3 separate regions of the Mus musculus genome follow, and regions 2 and 3 are each linked to region 1. A link is a contact called in public HiChIP or PLAC-seq data. All regions are on one chromosome and are shown on one strand. The core of a region is the stretch at or near the end of the contact, and the rest is flanking DNA. Distances in the headings are between cores, read along the strand shown.

Region 1 (4,657 bases), core at 1,344-3,843:
CTTTGATTTCTCTGTGCCCCAGCTCACTAATCTCTACTATGGGAGTAGCAAGAATGAATGAGGTAGCATTCACTGGCATTACCTACCCTGGGGAGAGCACTGAGTGTGAGCACTAGGACCGTGGTGTGGCCCAGTCATGAAGTCTTCTATGTCACTGCTAAGTGATTCTAGTATGTACAAGAGTGGGGGAGTGCTCTAGGAGAAGCCCAGGGTCTTCTTATCTACCGGTGCTCTGAATGTTAGGACCTCACCTCACTGAAATGCAGTCCAGTCTCCTTATCTAAGGGACCTCACCTCACCTCACTGAGACCTCACCTCACTGGAATGCAGTGCAGTCCCCTCTAGCTGAGACCTCACCTCACTGGAATGCAGTGCAGTCCCCTCTAGCTGAGACCTCACCTCACTGGAATGCAGTGCAGTCCCCTCTAGCTGAGACCTCACCTCACTGGAATGCAGTGCAGTCCCCTCTAGCTGAGACCTCACCTCACTGGAATGCACTGCACTCATTTGTAGCTGGCAAACAGTTTGGTGTTAAGAGATTCTTCCTCAAATCAAAGTTGCAGGGGTTTACTTGACTGGTGGCTCAGTGGATACCCAGTGAGACTCATCCTCTAGGGCCATGAGGAGCAGAAGGCACTGGCAAGACTGGGAGCCCTGAAGGCCTTTACTGCTACTGAGATAGTTCAGGCACCTGAATCCAAACCTGAAGAAGACTCTCCACCTGCCTGTGCATTTGTTCCTTAAGCAGTCTGGCTTTTCCTCTCCACGCAGAGCTGCAAAAAGGCTCTGTGAGACAGACTCCAGGTCATCACGGGATGCATAGAGGCAGGCGAAGCTTCCGCCAACCTTACCTTTAGATTTCCCATGTCCTGCCTTCTGAGCGTTCAACATGGCGAGTTTCTTCTGATTTTCTGGGATTTCCATACCTGGATTTGGAAACAGATGCGGTCTACGTTCAGAACCCGGGAAAACATTTTCAGAACAAACTGTGTACACCACGCACCAGTGCGGAGGCATTCTCTACAGACTGACAGACTGAAGTAAAGAGCCCTGCGAGGCGAGGAAAAGGAAGGGTGCCAGAAGTCACCGGGTGCCTCACGATGACCTCTGAGCTCAGGTATTTTAGAGAGTGATATGAGGTACAATTGTCGTGACACACAGACCCTTAGTGTCTCAAGACCAGACACTGCCAGGTCAATGTCCACATGGGAGTCACCCTAACTGCAGGTCTAAAGCATGACGCTCTGGGAAGACGGCCCAAGGCAAAGAGGCTTGGGGCTGCTGCTCACACGTGCCAAGAGCTCTGTGGGCTGAGATTCTACTTGCCTGAAGCCTCAGACTGGGACTCTGCACCCTGGCTGTGCAGTGGACAGCAATGCTGTCAACATATGGTAGGCCAACTAGGTATTGGCCTGGTGAGGTAAGCTGTACCGGGGGAGAGGACAGACTGGCTTTGGAGGGAGGCAAGACGGCAGAGGAGCAACCACAGTGGCTGAGGTGGCTGCTTCTCCTGAGGTAAGAGGTGGGACACAAGTGGGAGGTGAGGAGCCAGGCTCCAATGTGGCAAAGCTGAGTCATATCTACCTCTGCAGCTTCTATTGACCCTCGTCTTTGTCTTGGATCTACTCTACTTTGGTTAATTCTGATGTCCTGCCTTTATGCAGTGACATATTTAATGACTGCCTGACTGGCAAGGGTCTCCTTCCCACCCCATACCCAGACACAGAGACTGGTGTGTGGCTCCAGAGAAAGCATGAAGACCTGACCTCACTGGTACTCTGCAACAGGAGCCCATGAGGCAAAGGACAGGCACAAGAGGAAGAACAGAGCTGAGTGTTCAGGACTCTTCTGTGATTGTCATGAACCCTCAGGGGAAGAAGTGCAAACATTCTGACTCGGGTGCTTATAGCCACACCAGACAGTGCAGAGTGACTCAGTTAACTGGGAACTGGTGACCCCATCACTTCACGTTTCAGTAATTACCTGCACACTTCTAGAAGGATTTCGTGGCATGCCTTATTGCAACAGGGTCTGATGGTCAGCAGCCAATGCATGGCGACTGCAGGGGGGTGTGTGTGTCCAGATTTCCTTGGGTCTAAAGGGCAGCTACCCAGAGTGGCAGATCCCGTCTGTGAGGCTGGCCGTTGTGTGCTGTCACACTAGTCTCTGCTCTGGTAGTTTCTGAAGAAATTCTTACTTTTAATGGCAAGATAGGCCAATGGAGTTCAACACAGGACCCCAGGACACTTTCTACAGCCAACTGCAGAATCTAAGGCCATATCTTAAGCTGGTGGCTTGGAACAGGAGACATAGAAACCACCCTTAAAGCCCCTTGGGCTCTGTAGTAGTGGGTGATACTTGACCAGACACATGGTCCTTGAGATCTGGGCAACTCAGGCGTTTCTCACCCATGAGACCCCTGTGCACCCCTGGTCTCTGGGCACCGAAGCTCACATCTGGAAGTGCATGTTCACGTTCCCAATCTGTGTGGGTGGCTACGGAGCGTGGGCACAGAAACTGTGAGTGCTGCACTGGTGAATGCCACACGGCACCTTCCTTCTCACAAGATCATGCAATTAAAAAAAGGCCAGCGGAAGTTGGGATGACAAACCAAAATACAGGCTAAGTTCCCCTTATCTGAAATGTGTGGGGCCAGCACATGCCACTCTTTAGATTTCCTAATATTTTCACATACACAGCACATAAGGTATCTTGGGGATGAGACCAAAGTCTAAACACAGGATTCAGTTATGTTTCATAGATACTTTATCTTATTTATACACAGCCTGAAAGTGATTCCAAACTATACACTTTTAGGGCATCTGCATTTTGACTGGGTCCCTCCCATGATGCCAGGTGTGAAGTTTTCCTCATTGATGTTCAGAGATTTTGATCTTGGGACTCTAGATGGTCTACCTGTCCAAGGACGCTACTGAACCCGAGAAGCGCGAGCTCACTCTGGCACATGGTACAGGCTCTGTGGTTGCCACGATCGGGAAAGCACAGGAGGAACTGGGTCTGAACTGACCAGACAGTGAGGGGAAGGTAGAGTGTTTTGCAACAGTGCTGATGAAAGGGAAACCAACACAACTGTCTGACAACTCTGGGCTAGGAAGATGGCCTCTCAGGAGTGGGAAGGTGTGCATGCGCTACAAGTGTGAAGTCCTGAGTTAAAATTCCCAGTGCTCACGTAACAGGCTGGTGTGCTCATGTGTGTACCTGTAACCCCAATGCTGTGTGGGATTGAGACAGGAGGATGGCTAGGGCTTGCTGGCTCCCAGCCTAGCTCTGGGTTCAGTGAGACCCTTTACAAGTGGAAAAGGCAGAGGGTGAGAGAACAGGTAGGCCACTAGATGCCTTTCTCTGACCTCCACACCTATCACCCTACCAAGAACATGCATACTCATATGCAGCATAAATAAATACATAAGTGGGGCTAGAGAGATGGCCCAGTGGTTAAGAGCACTGACTGTTCTGCCAAAGGTCCTGAGTTCAAATCCCAGCAACCACATGATGGCTCACAACCATTTGTAATGGGATCTGATGCCCTCTTCTGGTGTGTCTGATACGTAAAATAAATGCATCTTATATATTTAAAATAAATAAATAGATAAGTGAAGAAATAAAGAGAATCATCGGATATTTCTACTGGTTGGGTGAGGGCGTGTGTGTGTGTGTGTGTGTGTGTGTGTGTGTGTGTGTGTGTGCTACCATTATGTAGTCAGTCCCTAGGACCACATCAAGCTGAAGGAGTGCCTCATCTGTAAAGTGTGAATAAGGGCAAAAAACACATTCTTGGGCTGTATGGGCCATCTCTGCTAATATTACACAGAGCACATGCCTGCAGTGCCATCTACAGATTCAGCCCTTGAGGGAGTATCTGGGAAGAGAAGGCCAGTGGAGGAGGGGGCTGAGGGGACTCACCCATCTGCTGGTCCTCCTGCACCCGCCGCCTCTCGTCCGCATAGGCCTGCAGCCACCTGGCCTTGTCTTCTTGCTTTCTGGCGCAGAACAGATGGACCTCGTCCGTGGCTTTGCTGACCAGCTTGAAGGCATTCCGCAGGCTGAGGCTCCAGTCTTTGTCCCGCCCATCCTCCACGTCCACAAGCTCTACCTCGTCCATGTCCATGCGGCCCTTGTAGTATAGCATGTCCCTGCGCAGCAGGTCCTTCTTGCAGGACACCAGCTGGTGGTCGAAAAGGAAGAAGATGCGTTGCTGGCTCTTGCCCTGCCTGGTGATTTTGGTCAGCTCTCCGGAATGAATCAACTCAGAGCTTCGGTCTAGAATGTCCAGGCCCTAAGGGAATGCAAGTAACCGGTGAGTCTTCCAAACCAGATTGTTTCCAACAACAGAGATACAGAAGGGGACTTTGATGCAGCCTTTTAGAATATTCCATCCAGTTTCCTAAGACCAGGCATTGCTGCCCTCCACACATCTAGGTAGGGCCTCCGAGGCTGCTCAGACCTCGACTTCACAGGTTCCTTGCCATGTCTTTTCTACTCTTCATTTCCTAGCTCTATGGATTTATGTATGGTGCATATGTGCATGGGTACATTTCTTTCTGGCAGGGTGATGTGTGTGGAGGTCGGAGAAGGACATCTAGTGACCTTCTCAAAGTGTCTCCCTGATCTAAAAACTCATGTTAAAATAATAGAA
Region 2 (4,657 bases), core at 771-3,270, 470 kb after region 1:
GGGCAACAGCAGCCTGAGAACTGCTTTGACAGAGGAAGTGCCTGCTACAGAAAGGAGCTGGGAGAATCTAGCTGAAAGGTCAGAGCGCATGAGCTGGCACCTGCGTGGAAGCCGGGTGTGGCTGATCTCATAAAGATGAGCTGTGACCTCCAGGTTCCTTCTCACTGAGCACTTAGTCTACAAAGAGGACTAGATATGGCCCACCCAGCAGAGTGTGAGTTCTGACTGTTACATCCCACCAAGTCCTTCTGCTGACACACTAGCAAAAGCACAGCCTCGGTGAGGAAGCCGAGTGCACAGCAGAAACATTTAAAACTGCAAAGGCATACAACGTCAGTCATGCAAACTTCCAAACAGCAAAACACGAGGAGAGGGAGAGACAGCCACACAGAATTCCTACCAAAAAAAAAAAGTCTGGACTTTCAGGATAGCATTTGAAATGTAAATGAAGAAAATATCTAATAAAAAATTGAAAAAAATGTCATTTAACAGAAAGTCATGAACCTTCAAAAAAAAAATCTGCGTGAGAGTTGGTGACTCCAAATCAGAGAACAGCAGAAAATTGACTAAAGAAATTTAGTAGAGAAAGAACCCTTAAACGTCACACAGTCTCAGAAATAAAGAATCAGAGAGTTGAGAGAGAAATAGAATTAAGGAACTCTTCCAGAAAACAGACTTGGAGCTACATAGGAAGTCTGTCAATTTATACAAGCTAAAAAAAGAAAAACTACAAAGAAAACCAACAGAGAAAAGAATGGCTGCAGAACCTGAGTTTCTGGGCTGTCTGTAAATGACATACCGAGGCAGAGAACCGTGAAATTCCAAAATCCAAGGAAAAAGAAAAATCTTCTGGGTGGGGTGGGGAATTGGGAATGTATTTAAAAATCAGTTTACAAAGTTGGCATGCCTCCTCCACCTCCTCATTGCAAAGTCCTTTCCATGTGAGGCCTGCTGACAGAGCCCTGGGTTCTCTTCCTGCTTTCAGTGCTTGCCTAGGCACAAGCAAGCTATCCGATTTCTCTACGTACACGCAGGACTAAAGGAAGCCTGAAGAAAAGAAACAGAACCTATCTATTCACTGGTCCCATTATTAAGGAATTTCTGGGAGCACTTCAGGGTAATTTTGTTTTAAAAACTTCAGAAACGATAGTGAAAAGCCAGCATGTCTCTGTTACCAACATTACAACAGCAAACCTGCGAAGTGAAAGTTAATATTTATATTTACTGGCAGCTGTGGTGGCATGTGCCTTTAACCCCAGGGTTGAGGAGGCAGAGACAGGCAGATCCCATAAACTCAAGGCCAGTCTGGTCTACATAGTATGCTATGGGGCATCTAGAGCTTCATAGTGAGATCGTATCTCAAAAACAAAACAGTGTTCACCCAGAAGCTTAGAGCAGAACTTCAGTTCACCACGTTTATAAAGCAGAGGAGGTTCCTACCTCAGTGCCCTGCCGGCAGTAGGATAGGACCGGAAGTCTGCCCTTGCTCCGGAAGTTGGAACTGCCCACGATCACCGGCCGGCTAGCTGTCCGAGGAACATACAGCTCTCTGGGATAAGTCTCACAGACCTGCGAATATCAAATGAAAATACTTCAATCAGAAACCGTGAGGCTGGTGAAGCAGGTGGATTAACTGCGATCTTCATCCCTCCTCTCTCCCTCCAAATCCAACCCCCCGGCCTCATCCCCAGCTCTGTAGCAGACCTGCTGTGGTCTTTCCTTTCTGCCCCAACTCCCAGGAGTCTAAGCAGATCCTAGTGCAACCCCCGAATGCCCACCCTCATTCCAAAGTGTCCGACCCCAATACCCAGAAACACATTTTTACCTGTAACCCCCAGTAGCCACACCAATCATGGCCAGAGTATTTCCTATCAAGCACCACACAACCACCACACTCTCCCTAGGAGCCAGAGATGAAACAGAAACCAAGGAACAAACACCCAACAAACACATGTCCAGATGTCCGCACCTAGAATTACAATCTCCCAATGCCATATCCCCAGACCAGCCAAGACAATGTGTCTCCATTAGAGCCAGCAGCCCTGCCACGGCAGGCACTGAGGATCCCATCATAGCCGAAGCACAAGAAAAAGACCTTAAAACAGCCTCTAAAAAGGCCCTTAACAAGGAAATACATTCCTTAAAGAAGTCTATGGAATACCTGCCAGGCAGTGGTGACGTGTGCCTTTAATCCCAGCACTTGGGAGGCCGAGGCAGGTGGATTTCTGAGTTCGAGGAAAGCCTGGTTTACAGAGTGAGTTCCAGGACAGCCAGGGCTACACAGAGAAACCCTGTCTCAAAAAACCAAAAACAAAAAATAGAAAAGAAAAAAGAAATCTACGAAAACACAAACAGTTAAAGACCTGAATGTGGAAGAAGAATTAATTAGGAAAACCGAAACTCAGAGAAGTGTGGAAATGACAAATTTAGAAACTTGAACAGGAAGCTTCACCAACAGAATACAAGATATGAAAGAGAGAACCACTGACACTGGAAACACGAGAGAAGAAAAAGTCTAAAGAAACTTCTGGCATAAGACATTCAGGAAACCTGGAACACCATGAAAAGATCAAATTTAACAAAAATGGGAAAAAGGAAGGAGATGAAACCCAGACAAAAGGCACAGAAAATACTTTCAACTAAATCAGAGGAAAATCTCCGCAACTCAATGGAGATGCCTGTCAAAGTCAGAACACCAAATAGGCGACTAGAAAAGAAAGTTCCTCAGCACAAAATAATCAAAACACTGAATGTACAGAGCAAAGAAAAAATTAAAAGCTGGCAGGGAAAATGAGCAAGTAACATATAAAGGCAGACGTAGTAAAGTGACACCTGACTTCTCAAGGGAGATTCTGAAAGCTGCCTGGACAGATGTGCTGCAGACACTAAGAGACCAGAGATGCCAGCCCAGACTTGTATACCCAGAAGAATTTTCAGTCACCAGAGATGGATAAATTAAGATATTTCATCATAAAACCAAATGTAAGCAATATTTATCTACAAATCCAGCCCTACAGAAGGTGCTAGAATGAAAACTGCAACCTAAAGAGGCTAACCACACCCCAAAAGACACAGGGGATACATAATCCCAGACTAACAAAATCAACAGGGAAAATGTCGTGTGTGTGCTCGCACACACACACACACAGACACAGACACACACAGACACACAGACACAGACACACACAGACACACACACACACAGACACAGACACACACAGACACACACAGACACACACACAGACACACACACACACACACACACACACACACACACACACACACACACACACACACACTAACACCACCACCACAATAAAAGGAAACCACAATCATTAGTCATTGATCTCTCTCAACATCAATGGTCTCAGTCTTCCATAAAAGCACACAGATGAACAATAGAGATTCGAAACCAGAATCCATCTTTCTGCTGTATCCAAAAAGACACCTTAACATCAAGGATCTATTACTTCAGGGTAAAAAACTGGAAAAGACATTTCAAGCAAATGGACCTAAGAAGCAAGTGGGTGTAGCCATTTTAGTATCTGACAAAATAGACTTCAAACCAAAACTAATCAGAAGACAAGGGAAGGACACGACAGACTCATCCAAGGAAAAATCCACCAAGAGGACTTGAAATTCCTAACATCTATGCACCAAACACAAGGGCACCCAAGTTCATAAGAGAAACACTACTATATCTTAATCACATATTGACCCTCACACACTGATAGTGGGAAATTTCAATACCCCTCTCTCACCAACAGACAGGTTATCCAGACAAAAACTAAACAAAGAAATACTGGAATGAATGGACATATATGTAAATGGATCAAAGAGATATTTAGAGAACATTTCACCCAAACACAAAAGAATATACCTTCTTCCCAGCACTTCACATAACTTTCTCCAAAATTGACCATATACTCAGACACAAAGCAAGTTTCAACAATATAGGAAAACTGAAATAACACCCTGCATCCTATCAGACCACCATGGATTAAAGCTGAATTTCAACAACAGAAAGCCTACAAAGTCATGGAAACTAAACAACTGTTGGCTGAATGTAAAATGGGTCAAGAAAAAAAAATTAAAGACTTTCTAGAATTGAATAAAATGAAAATACAACATACCTAAACTTATGGGACACAATGAAGGAGGTTCTAAAAGGTAAGTGCATAGCACTAAGTGCCTACATAAAAAGAGGTTAAAAAAAAAAAAAACCTGGAGAGATAGTGAGTCGAGAACACCAACCAAACAACCAAACAAAAAGGACACCTTTAAAACACTGACATCAGTGAGAGCCGCACGCTGCTCTACAGACTGCTGACCACTGCCCCACACTGCCCTCAGCACTGTCCTCTGACCTGCTGCAGAGGCTGCTTGCTTACCTTGTACTCTCGGTTGGCATCCGACAGTTGCCAGTTTGCATTGGGCACTCCCATCCTCTCATACTCCGCAGCAAGGTCAATAAGCTGCCAACCATTCCGTCGTTCAGTATCATTTTGCTTGGGATTATAAGAGAAGGCATAGAGATCTTCATATTTTGCTGCAAAATAGTAAAAGTCAATACAATGAAATTTACAAGATAAAACGGATTTTCAGGGCTTACCCCTTCTTCAAAGAAATGGCTAAGACATGAACATACCTGAATCTG
Region 3 (4,657 bases), core at 727-3,226, 310 kb after region 1:
GGCCTATTGTGGAGCATCACAGCAAAATCTCAGCTCTGCAGGAGGGACAACCCCCACAGCCATCCAGTTAACCTTCCACCATCTGTGGCTACAAGCTTTTCTGGAGCAGGGGCAGCTGTGGTCGGGTTATATAAGCTGGTGACAGGTGCATGCACTAGCGAGGGGCTGTGGACTTGGCTGATGAGCCTCCCCCACTCCTTCTGTAAAGGAACATTAAAGATCCTAATCCTCCAAGGGTCCAACAGCTGCTCTGATTTCAGGATAGCACCTTTGTCAAAAATCAACTAACCGCAAACGCAGAGCTGTTTGTTAGAAGCTCTGTGGGTCTCTGTGTGTGCCTTTATGAAACTCTTACACTGCTGGGATTATAGGAGCTTTAAAGTAAAGGTTTGAAATTAGGAGTTGTGGGTCTTCCAACTTGATTTCTTTGAAAACTTCTATCTCTATTCTGAGCCCTAGGAATGTCTAGGTGGGTTCCAAGATGCACGTTCCAATTTCTGTCCAACAGGCCCCTGGGATTTTGACAGGCGTCGTGATCAAGTCAGCACCTTAGCAGTGTTAAGTCATCCAATCCACAAAATAGATATCTTTCTTTTTTTTTTTACTTTTATTTATTTATTTATTTTAAACTCAACAAAGTTTTATAGTTTTTAGTATTCAAGATGTGCTGGCTAGTTTTTGGCAACTCGATACACTTAGGGTAAGTACCCAAACTGAGGCCTTTCTACTATCAGATTAACCCATAGGCAAGTCTATGGGGCAGTCCTCCTCCTCCCTCCATGGTTTTGGGTTGTGTAGACAGCAAGCTGAGCAAGCCAGTAAGCAGCCTGTGCTGCAGTAAGTGTGGCCTCTGCTTCAGTTCCTGCCTCCAGGTCCCTGTCCTGGCTTCCCTCAATCTAATGAGTTAGAGGTGTTAACTCCTTCTCGCCCACATTAGCTTCGATTAGCTTTGATTAGTGTCTGATCACAGCAGCAGAAAACAGCTAGCAGCTAAAATTTGCACATTAAAAAAAAGTATGTTTGTAAGTATTTTATTATTTTAATGCTATTATGAATCAAACTGCATCGTTAATTCCATTTGCACATTTTCAGATGCCAGTATATAAAAATGCAGTTGATACTATTTGTGCATGCGTGTATGTGTGTTCAGACTTGGAAACCAGTGGTTGACATAAAATGTCGACCTTGATTGATCTCTGTGTTTTGTTGAGACAGGGTCTGTCGCTGAACTTAGAGTCCATTTACTGAGCAGCTAGATCTACTGAGCAGCAGGCTCCAGGGAGGCTCCTGTCCCTCAGTGCTAGGACTGTAGGCAGGTACTGACACACTTGCAGTTTTACATGGATTTGGGGAACCCAAGCCCAGGTCCTCTATCTGGGGGACCAGAGAACAACACCAGCACATTTATCATGTCTTTTCTGCTTTAAATAATCTGATCATTGCCATGAAAATATCCCTAATATTGTAAGGGACCAGAAAGAAGTTTTTGCTGGACCTCAAGGCCAAGGTTGGTAATGCACGTTACCCTGCCTTCAAGAGACACAATAATGACCAACCTCACTTGCCTTGGGTTTCCTGAGCAATCAGCTTTTACAACCGCAGAGAGTGGAAGCTGTAATCTCCTTATGTCCTCTTCCATGACCCTGACCTGCTTGTATGTTTGCAGGTTTGCTGTGATAATCATACCCACCATCAACACTGAAAGCAGCTTTCTTCTATCGATTTATAGCTGTATTTATTTGCTTATCTGGGTGAGTTGGGGGCAGGTGGAGTGAATGACTTAACCCCTTGTAAACTCTGCTAAAGATTTCTGTAAAATCCCTCGTTCATGTGTTGCTTTCTGTGCTGTTCAATAAATACAGAACAAAGCCCTGTTAGGAACAGACACACAGACACAGGGACAGACAGACTCACAGGGCAGCATTCAGACAGGTACAAATTCAGACAGAAAACCACAGAAAGGGGGAAGTAAAGAAACAGAATTACTCAAAGGGGAAGTGTTTGTTAATTTCCTTTTCCTAACGCAATGGCAGCACATGACTGGTGTCTGAGGTTTTCACTAATGCACTCAAACTGATGCACCAGCCCTCTTTAGATATCCTACAGACTCTGTAGCTGGTCTCTGCTACTTGGTAGGTTCTTTTTTTCCACCCTTTATCCATTGCCCACCCCCTTTAACCCTTTAATACTAGGTAGGAAAGAAACAAGGATAGAAGGGAGAGAGGAATTAGGAAAATCCCTGAATCTAATTTCTTTCTTTTTGTTTCTTCTTTGACTCCAAGTACCAAATGGTAAATAACTTCCCTAAATAAACACCAACCACCAACCCTCCCCTCTCAGGGCCTCCGAATTTATATGCACTATGAAAAGTTTCCAGAATTCCGAATGTCACACAATCATAGAAATTATCTGCAGCTGGCAAAACCACACTTTTGCTAGCGCAAGAGGCAAATCATGGTCAGCTGCTTCGGACAGTCGGAACCAGTCCCACACCCTACACCTGGGATTAAAACAGAAGCACACTCTTACAATATTTCTGTGTGTTTTTCTTTTCTTTTCTTTTTTTCTTTTTTCTTTTTTTTTTTTTTAAGAAACCAAAATTCCAGAATTCTCATTACAGAAGTTCACTCTCTTGTTAAAATTCATTGGCTATTATACTTAAGACAATGTAACTGCATATAAAGTATACCTCAGCTAAAACAATTAATGTACGTTTAAAACCCTGAAAGGGGTAGTTATTTTTAGAGTGAGAATGTCATAATAACAGAAAATACTCTGTGTTTATGTAATCACACCAATTTGCCATTAAGGAAGGTCCTGCCCAGGGAGAAAGGAGAGGTGGTGTTCAACAGAACACAGCTAACAGCTATGAATGGAGAAAGAAAGCCATTCAAAGCTAATACCCCCCTCCCTGAGAGTTAAGTTGCCCCACTAAGTCGGTAACTATGGAGATGGAGGACAGTATTGGCTATAACTCATATTACACTGACATTTAGTTTGTCAGAGCAATCTTGCAGACACAGGTTTGTTTCTCTCTCTCTCTCTCTTTTTAAATAACACATCTTTGCAAATGCTTATTGAATTTATATACATTACAATCAAAGAAGGGGCAAGTGCAGGGTCCCCAGGTTCAGCAATGCTGTTCACAACTAGATGCCCCTAAGAATGAAAACCATGGTATCTCGGCTACATGCCAACGGCAGAGACTGCGGCTTGACACTTATTCATGAAAAGTGGCTTTGTCTGTGCAGAACTTCTCATCCTGCAGGTTTTTCTGACTCCAGAGATAGGCAGGCCCTTCAAACTCAAACACACTGTGCTTCTCCCAGAGAGCTCCTGACTGGAGGAAATGTAGGGTACACTTATTACTGTGTGGGCTAGTTTTTGTCAAGTTGACACATGCCAGGCGATATGAACAGAGGCAATCTCACTTAAGAAAGTTGAAATTCATCAGATTGGCCTGAAGCAAGTTTGTGGGGGAATTTTTTTTTTTGATTACTAATTGATGTGGGCTCACTGTGGATGATGTCATCCCTGAGCAAGTGGTCCTGAGTGTAAGAAAGCAAGCAGAGCAAGCAGTGGAGACACATCCAGTAAGCATCACTCCTCCATGGCCTCTGCTTCAGTTACTACCTTTCACGATAGACTATAATCTTCAAGGTGACTTATTCCCTGTCTAGATTACTTCTTTTTTTTCTTATTTAGTATTTATTCATAACCATAAGCTTACCTCTGTAATCCAGCTAGATTGGAGGGGAATGAGGAAAATATGGAACTCAAAAACTTCAGTGAGAGCAAAGATTACAGGGTATTATGAGCAAGTGGGGGGGGGGTGGGGAAGGTGGTGGGCTTTCCTGAGCTACAAAAGGAATGGTCTGGTGGGTAAGAAAACAGTAAGTCAAAATCATTAGAGTTGTCCACCATCAGAAATGGTGATCTTCTTGTTGGTCTTGCCATTCCTGGACCCAAAATGCTCCATGGCTTCCACAGTGCTCATGTTTGCATTCACCTTCCCAGAGACCACGTGTGGCCATCCAGCCACTCTTGGCAGTGCAGATAAAAAACTGGGAACCATTTGTGTCTGGTCCAGCATTTGCCACAGACAAGATACCAAGACTCATATGCTTCAGGATGAAGTTCTCATCCTCAAATTTCCCCCTGTAGATGGACCAGTGCCATTATGGCATGTGAAGACACCACCCTGGTACACAACTCCTGGAATAAATCTGTGAAAGGAGCAGCCCATATATCCACATCCATTCTCTCCAGAGCTCAGAGCACAAAAGTTTTCTGCTGTCTTTGGAACTTTGTCTGCAAACGACTCAAAGGAGATGCAGGGTTTGCCATTGGTTACCATGTCAAAGTGCATGATGGGGTTCATCATGGCTGCAGCAAGCTGCAACAGGGGACAGTGGTGTCTGCAAAGCCTTGGTTACTTTTTCATTGGTATGATAAGACACTATGACCAAGGCAACTTATGAAGAAGGAGTTTATTGGGGGGCTAACAGTTCTAGAGGGTTAGAAACATGGCAGCCAACAGGCAGGGTAGAGCAGTAGCCAAGAGTGCACATCTTGATCCACCACAAGACAGAGAGCTAACTGGGAACGATATGGTCTTTTAAACCCCGCCCCCAATAACATACCTCCTCCAAAGCCA

What was found. HiChIP or PLAC-seq counts read pairs in DNA pulled down with a chosen protein or histone mark.
Region 2: a contact with region 1 is called in an H3K27ac HiChIP or PLAC-seq map of microglia, with 20 times the contacts expected there. The contact joins two enhancer-like sites. A contact is called at or near these places in 1 of 39 promoter capture datasets (maxillary cranial neural crest), 1 of 484 Hi-C or Micro-C datasets (bone marrow-derived macrophages), 2 of 115 datasets of contacts at active chromatin or transcription factors (bone marrow-derived macrophages and microglia) and 1 of 9 other capture datasets (macrophages).
Region 3: a contact with region 1 is called in an H3K4me3 HiChIP or PLAC-seq map of bone marrow-derived macrophages, with 7 times the contacts expected there. The contact joins two enhancer-like sites. A contact is called at or near these places in 3 of 115 datasets of contacts at active chromatin or transcription factors (the HPC-7 cell line, bone marrow-derived macrophages and pancreatic cancer cells).

Annotation. Positions count from the first base shown.
Region 1 is chr14:60,755,852-60,760,508 of GRCm38.p6, reverse strand. It overlaps Spata13 (spermatogenesis associated 13), which reads right to left. Exons shown (of 13, transcript NM_001033272.2): 11 at 3,925-4,297; 12 at 852-926. Among named protein-coding and RNA genes, the nearest start is that of Gm34997, 9.9 kb to the left of the region's middle. Within about 2 kb of position 2,593, at least 43 of the 459 cell types and tissues checked have an H3K27ac peak or open chromatin away from gene starts, as enhancers often do. A contact at or near this core is called in bone marrow-derived macrophages and microglia, where this site is marked.
Region 2 is chr14:60,281,829-60,286,485 of GRCm38.p6, reverse strand. It overlaps Mtmr6 (myotubularin related protein 6), which reads right to left. Exons shown (of 14, transcript NM_144843.4): 4 at 4,392-4,549; 5 at 1,441-1,569. Among named protein-coding and RNA genes, the nearest start is that of Mtmr6, 19 kb to the right of the region's middle. Within about 2 kb of position 2,020, at least 10 of the 459 cell types and tissues checked have an H3K27ac peak or open chromatin away from gene starts, as enhancers often do. A contact at or near this core is called in microglia, where this site is marked.
Region 3 is chr14:60,441,705-60,446,361 of GRCm38.p6, reverse strand. It overlaps the pseudogene Gm6066. Among named protein-coding and RNA genes, the nearest start is that of Amer2, 66 kb to the right of the region's middle. Within about 2 kb of position 1,976, at least 70 of the 459 cell types and tissues checked have an H3K27ac peak or open chromatin away from gene starts, as enhancers often do. A contact at or near this core is called in bone marrow-derived macrophages, where this site is marked.